Linked DNA regions of Sus scrofa: region 1 is linked to region 2. Evidence: chromatin contacts called from public HiChIP or PLAC-seq data. All regions are on one chromosome and are shown on one strand. Each heading gives the region's core, a stretch centred on a gene start, on an enhancer-like site or on the middle of the called end of the contact. The rest is flanking DNA. Distances are from core to core; before and after follow the strand shown. Region 1 has its middle 15 kb from the start of RHOBTB2. Region 2 overlaps BIN3 (bridging integrator 3).

Region 1 (3,393 bases), core at 176-2,675, 310 kb before region 2:
GTTTTGGTGTGCAGGACAAACCCAGCATCTGGAGGGGAGCCCTTCCCTAACTCCATGACAAAGGCTGGGGTCAGAAAGCCTGCTGTCTGCTTCACAGTACAAAGCCCAGACTCCCCTCCAGCAGTTCCGAAGGGATGTAATACCAGCATCTCCGGGCTGGCTGGACAAGTTCCCGTCAGGTCAGCCTCAGTTCTGTGCTTCTATGTGGAAGAGCGGGGCATCCTAAGAGCGGGGCTGACCTGGGAGTGGAGGAGGCGTGCAGTTCTGCTTTGAAGGTTTTGAATGTGCTCTATCAGTGGGAGGACGTTGTGGCGGTATGGGCTTGACTCCCAGGAAAGATGAAGCACTGGCACTGTAGGTTTTGGGGTCAGCAGCATGGGGCCAAGGTTTAGACCCAGGAATGATGCCCTTGACTCCGAGGGGGGACTATGAGAAGGGGCTCAAGTGAGAAAACATGCCCCCAGGGAAGAGGGGTAAAGGGGGTGTTTAGTTGGTGAATCACTTCTGTTGTCATTTTGTCCACGGGCCACTTGAGAAGTGGTGGGAATTCTTGAGCGGTACGTGTTTGTGCACAGTGCCTGGGCCAGTGGCTCCCAACAGCCCTTTCTCTCCCCCTGCTGGTCATGTGATTTTAATTATTAACTCAGAAAGGAGAACTCCCCGCCAAGGGACATGAAGGCCAATTAAAACTGTACTAACTGCGTTTCACAGGCCCAGGCTGGGACGCATCCTGGCCTAGCCTGGTAGATTCTAGGCCTGCAGGGAACCTAAATTCCTCCCTGACCAGTGCTGCAGTGACTCAGGTGTTCTCCGACAGCAAGGCCTCAGCGGAGGCAAATCAGAATCGCGAAGTGGGACCATGGCCTGGGCCTGTACCTCCCCTAGGTATAGATGGACCATCTGAGTCTAGAACTTTCTGTAGCCTGATGCCCTGGGGAGGCTCACAGGCCACTTGGGTCTTGGCTCCCAAGCTGTGGGCACCAGCTTGTCTGTTTTCCTCACCCGTGACACCAAAAAAGCACAAAGAGCAAGCAGGCCACCCTGCACCCCGCAACTTGCCTCTGCCTTGTGACTGTGCTTAATATAGGTCAAATGGAAACAGCTCCCAAAATAGACCTTCTCTGAGAAGCAGCTGAGCTTGTGAAATGCTCCACAGAAAGGGAAAGGTGTGGGTGACAGGGGAGCGTCCTTCTCCTCAGGTGTTACGTAACCTGGGCTTAAAAATTGGGGCCAAATATCTGCAGAGAAAAAGCGAGTGGGCCCCTGACTCTGCCTCTCCCATCCCCCACTCCTGCCCCCTGCCCCCAGGCGCAGGGAGCAGTCCAGCTGTACATCAGCAAATTCTCAAGGAGCTGGTTCTGTCCTGGCAAGGTCACCCCTCAAAGCATCACTCTGGGGAGCTTGTCACGCATACCAAAGTGATCACATGACTCCCACCAGGGCTGGCTGGACGCCCCAGAGTGGGGAGGCCACTCCCCTGGGAGAGCTGGTGCAGGATGTGGGTCTCATCTGGCCCATGCAGTGGGGTGTGGGAGGGACAGAGAGGTTGAGGGCAGGGGGCCTGCAGGGGCTGAGGAGAGCAGGACAAGACTGCCAGCCTTGGGGAGGAGAGGGCATTCATTCAGGGCCAGAGGAAGCACCCCGAATCCTGCAGACACAGCAGCCTCTTCCTCTCTGTCCTCACCAGAGCCTCCAGGGGGCCCAGCACACCCCACCCCCATCGCAGCCTCTTCCTTTGCCATTTTGCCTCAGCCGGGAAGAGGGGCTTCTATAATCAAAAAGAGCCGTCTCCCTGGTGTCCAGTGCCCCCACTCTCTCAGGGATGCCTTGCAGAGGGCTGCCTGGGAAGGGAGGCGAACCGAGGAGGGAAACTTCCTGAAGAAGTGACTTGAGAAGAGACAGGAAGTTGGAAGGGGACCCGTGGGGCAGGGGAAACCCATGAGGGGTGTGTTGAGATGCAAACAAAATCCATACAAAGTCTGGGAGGCAAGAGGGAGGGCCTGTCTCCAGGAGAACCCTCAGTGACTGCAGGAGTCACAGGATGTCAAGATTCAGGAAGGCACAAGGGGAGACTGACAGGAAACAGAGGCCCCACCAGGAAGGGGCTTTTTGAAAGCAGGGGTCCTCCAACGTGGGGGGGGAAGGAAAGCAGATTGTTGGGCCTCATCTCAGAGCTACTGAATCAGGAACTCGGAGCCGGCTGCCTACGACATGTGGCTGAACGAGCCCTTCGTGTGACTCTGAGTCACGCTGAAGTTTGAGAATAGCTGAGCCAAAGTTGTGGAAGTTGCCTTTGGGAAGTGGCGACAATGGGGGGAGGTGGCTCTTTCAGGAAATTTGGCTGCGATGGAAAGGGGAGGGGTGGGTGGTGCTTAGCGGTGCTTGGAGAGTGCCTTCACTCGGTTCCCTGGGAGACAGAGGCTGAGATGGAGGTTTGCAGGCCTGGGAAGTGTCTTGGGGTGTGCTCCCCAGGGTGGGGCCACGTGAGGGAGCAGAGGGGGAGGGTGGACTGTGAGGCAGTGATCCAGGCCTCGAAGAGCCCTCTGGGAGCTGTGGGGCCCCCTTCACAGCTGTCCCAGAGTCAAGTTAAGGGGGCTTGGCCCTTTACTCCATGTGTTAACCATGCCATTTGATTTTTTGTGTTTTCTGATGTTTTGACATCTGGAGCTTTGCTGTTCTGGAGAAATGCCCCCCCCCCCATCCCACCCCTGCACCAACGCTAGCAAATTCCAGAGATAGAATTGTTAGGTTTGCTGAGGGAGGAACATGCTAGGCCAAGTTAGTAAAGCAAAAGAGATTTATTAAGGCACCTGAGGGGCACAGGCTGAGCTCAAGATAGCAGCAGCCCTGACTGTGAGGAGGTGCCAGGCTTTATAAAGGATCCGAGGCAGGAATCTGTGGCTGGATGGAGTTCATGGCAGGAACTTGGACCAGAAATGACGAAGAAGAAGGAGGGGAAAGTGTGTGTGGAGGGGTCAGGGGTCGAGCGTCAAGTCCCTTGACAGAGGGCAGTGAATCCTTGCAGGAGGTTAATCTATGCAGGCAGTTGTTTTCCGCAGGCCATTGTTTCTTGCTGCCCAGGCTGAGCATCCTTCTTCTGGGAGAGGGTGTCCACTGCAGATCTCCAGGGTGAACAGCCACATTTGGGAGTTGGGGGATGTCTGTCTCCATCCTCCTGGGAAACTTTCAAGAGCATGACTTTCCTGTGCAAACCAGCCAATCTGGGGTCCATACCCCGCTTACCAACTAGTTTATCAGGGTCTTACAGTTGGGCTGCTATCCACCTGCCCTAAACATCCCAGAGTCAGGCACCGGAGCCCTATACCCCAGAGCCCATGAAATTATTCAGACTAGCCTGTCCTTAACGTGCTTACACTGCCTTACGCTGCCTTT
Region 2 (3,555 bases), core at 977-3,476:
GACGTGGCTGGGATCCTGAGTTGCTGTGGCTCTGGCGTAGGCTGGCAGTTGCAGCTCCAATTTGACCCCTAGCCTGGGAATTTCTATATGCCTCAGGTGCAGCCCTTTAGAAAAAAAAGGGGGGAGTCCTAGCCTGCACCCCTAGAGCTTGTCCCTGAGCTGATCCCAGCCAGGGGTGCAAAACTCACTCCCACCTGGTCCAGGAGAAGCCTGCGTCTCCTCGGCTGTTGGGATGCACTGTGGTTGCTTTCTAGCCTGGTTATTCTTCTCAGAATTGTAAGAGTATAAAATTTGCAGCACTTGAAGGAAGCTTCTAGATTATCCAGTTTAACCCCCTCATTTCACCAGGAAATTAAGTCCCAGCACCGTCATTACCTGCCAAGAGGGAGGCAGGATTAGCGCTCGGGGTTGGGTTCCTAGGCCATGACCTTCCTTCCATTATGCCAAGCTGTCTTCTTGTTCCAAGAAGGGATCCTGAGCTGCAGAGCTTCCCAGCAAGTTCAAGGCAGACTTGGGCTTGATTCAGTCTTCTGCAAGCTAGCCTCATTTAGGTATTGTCAGTTCTCGCAGAAAGTAACCCAGCCTGGCTAGTCCTTGCTGCTCCTACAATTTGTCACCTCTTCCCTGGCACACAAGAAGCCCTCCACCGTTTGTCTCTCTCTCAAAAAGTAGGGAAACACCTAATGCAGGTGATAGTGGGGTTTGTGGTGTTTTTTTAAAGGCGCATTTTCCAGGATGACAGCTATCCAGTTGAGCCTCAAGCCACAGACTTTTGGTGACTTTTATTTGTGCAGTATCTCGTCTTTCCTGCCTTCACCTTTGCAGTGTATTTAAACAACACACCATTAGTAGGAAAGATGCTCGGGCCACCCCATCTGACACTGTCCCTGGAGGACTATTCTCCTGGAGCCCGGGCCTGGCCACTCCTCACTACCCTCCGGAGAGAAGTGGTCCATACTCATCCAGTCTTTTCAGCCACATCTTGCCCCCATTTCTCCTAACACCCCTCCTTGTCTCTTTCTCTTACAGGATTCCTTTTAAGATTGGGCAGCCCAAGAAACAGATTGTCCCCAAAACAGTGAGTAACCAGTTCTTTCCAAGACTCCGGTGGCCTTTGCTTAGAACCGGAGCTCTGGCTCAGTGCTGCGTAGGGCTGGGGAGGCAGGCCCTGGGCCTGTTACTCCCAGTCGTGCTGCTGTAGAACCTCGCCCGGACGGGGGCTTGCAGGACCTCCTGTCCTGGGACACTTTCTTCCCTCAGATCAGCCTGGGCCGCTTCTCCTCCAGGGGCAGGTGAAAGAGGTGGGTGAGGACGGACAGACACCCTGCTTCTGAACAGCCCATTCATTACTGGGACCTGGCGTGGCCGTCTGCAGTTTGCAGAAAGGGTTCCTGCAGCATAGGCCCCCTCAGGCAGTGTTAAAGGCCGGGAGACTTTCCCATGATGTCCAGGTCCCTTTCTCTCTGCTGCTAAACGCATTCTTAGCCAGGACCTGGAGCCACTCAGCAGGAGTCGTGATTAAATTCTACCTCCTTGTAAGCCCCCAGTTTTTATCCCTATTTTATCTCCACAATGGGAAGAGAAGAGAATCTAGATTCTTAGAAAATTAGAGCTGGAAACCCTGAGAGGTCATCCATTCCAGCCTCCTGAGTTTTCCTAATGAGGACACCAAGGCCCAAGGAGTTGCAGTGACTAAGGTCATAAACCTATTCTGACACAACTGGGAGTAGAATTCGAGTTCGAGGCTCTGTTCGGTATTCTTTACATTGCTTCATGTGACCCCACTCAGGCTGCAAGGCCCTCCTGAGGTTGTGGCCTTCTGGTCAAGTGTGGCCTCTCAGCTCCTCACCCACAAATCTGAGTGAGGGTTTACCACGGGAGACTGTATCTGTACAGTGTCTCTCACCGTGACAGCTCCAGAAAGCCCGGCGCTGTCAGCCTGGTGGAGGCCCTTGTCTGTCATCCTAGCCGCTGACAATTCTTGTCTTAATAACCTTGGCCTTCCTTGGCCCAGGACTCAGAACTGGCTTTGGCAGGAAGGGAAGTCCAGCACACATCTGAACAGTGGCTCTATCTTTGGGAAATCCAAAGGTAGGTCACTTAAAGGGAAATGGGTTCATGTTAAAAGAGCCCTCCTTTTTTTCAAGCAAAGGCAGGAGGAGGACAGACTCAGAGCTGACCTCCCATGCAGAGGCTGACCAGCTGTGCAGGCTCGCAGCTGAAGCGCCAAGCATCTGGGCAGGCTCCAGCCTGCTCCAGGAAGTGGGAGGGTGTGGCTCCCAGTCTCCAGAGTTTAATCCAGGGCAGATCTGAAAGGGAAGTGGTTTCCAGAAGGGTCTTTAATTCCCAGCACTCACTACCAAAAAACCAACCAACAAACAAAAATTTCTCCTAACACCCCAACCTTTATCAAAATAGCTTTTGTTCTCCTCAAAAGAAGTAGAGGCTAGGATGCAGTGACTAGCATCTTTGCCTGAATTTGCTATTGGAAAGCTCTCTGGGTCCTTTACTCTGAGAAGTTAGTGGCCAGGACTCCACAGGGGAAGGGCAGATGTACACACCCAGTGCCTATAGATGGCCCGGTGGCCTCCCTCTTCGCTTCCTCACATCCGTCTTGTTGGGGATGGAACTGTAGTCCTCTAACTCATGGCATCAGCTCTTCCAGACAGGCCAGGCATCGAGGAGTGGTTAAGAAGCTGGGTTTGGAAGGCTCCCTCCTTGGATTCCCCTCCTGGCCTTGCCCCTTGCTGTCTGTGACCCTAACGCAAGTTCAACCTCCCTGAGCCTTTGTTTTCTCCTTGGTAAAGTGAGGTTGCTGCTAGTACCCGTGTCGCCAACATGTTCTGCATCTAAGTGCATATGAAGCACTTAACACAGGGCCTGGCGCGTAGTGAGCCCTCTATAAATGTTAACAACATGATGAGAAGAGCGCTGACTTGACTCTTTCTAATCCACCAAGGACACAGCGTGTCCTAAGCAGCCAGATTCCCCAGTGAAAAGAAACGGTAGGCTGGGCCACTGAGCTCTCACGCGGAATCGGAGCCAGCCTACAGCTTGAATAGAGTCCTTCGCTTCCTTGACTCCCCAGAGGCACTGAAGCATGTGTAGCAAGACCCTGCCTCTTCAGAGTCTCCCCCAACCCCATAAGCCCCCTCCTGGCCCCCAGGCAGGCTGAGGCTGTGCGGTTGTCTCAGCATCTCCGGCAGCTGCCCCCGAACGCTGGTGACGCACTCTGTTTTTCCTGTCTAGGCACTTTCAGGGAGGGCAGCAGATGTGGCTGCCTGGGTTATTGGAAGCCGTGGCACCCCAGTCATGGGAAGAAATGCTCATGTTATCTTCAGGGAGTTTCAGGAGGTTTTTGGCTCAAGGGACCCAACTGTCAGACACAAAGACAGCATTGTGCCTTTGCCCTCCCTGTTCTCCTGGGCCCAGGTTATTAACGCAGACTCCAGAAGTGTCAAGGCGTTGGCTGGAAGGGCGCGTTCTCTGCAAGCACTGACCACTGGGATGGACGTGGAAGGACAAGCACTCCCCCACCTCCCCATCTTCACCTAC

The links. HiChIP or PLAC-seq counts read pairs in DNA pulled down with a chosen protein or histone mark.
Region 1: an H3K27ac HiChIP or PLAC-seq map of alveolar macrophages shows a contact between it and region 2. The contact joins two enhancer-like sites. A contact is called at or near these places in 1 of 47 Hi-C or Micro-C datasets (epiblast stem cells) and 1 of 2 datasets of contacts at active chromatin or transcription factors (alveolar macrophages).

What each region holds. Positions count from the first base shown.
Region 1 is chr14:7,206,108-7,209,500 of Sscrofa11.1, reverse strand. No RefSeq gene overlaps it. Among named protein-coding and RNA genes, the nearest start is that of RHOBTB2, 15 kb to the left of the region's middle. Within about 2 kb of position 1,425, at least 41 of the 83 cell types and tissues checked have an H3K27ac peak or open chromatin away from gene starts, as enhancers often do. A contact at or near this core is called in alveolar macrophages, where this site is marked.
Region 2 is chr14:6,893,837-6,897,391 of Sscrofa11.1, reverse strand. It overlaps BIN3 (bridging integrator 3), which reads left to right. Exons shown (of 11, transcript XM_021073387.1): 2 at 1,030-1,078. Among named protein-coding and RNA genes, the nearest start is that of BIN3, 31 kb to the left of the region's middle. Within about 2 kb of position 2,226, at least 13 of the 83 cell types and tissues checked have an H3K27ac peak or open chromatin away from gene starts, as enhancers often do. A contact at or near this core is called in alveolar macrophages, where this site is marked.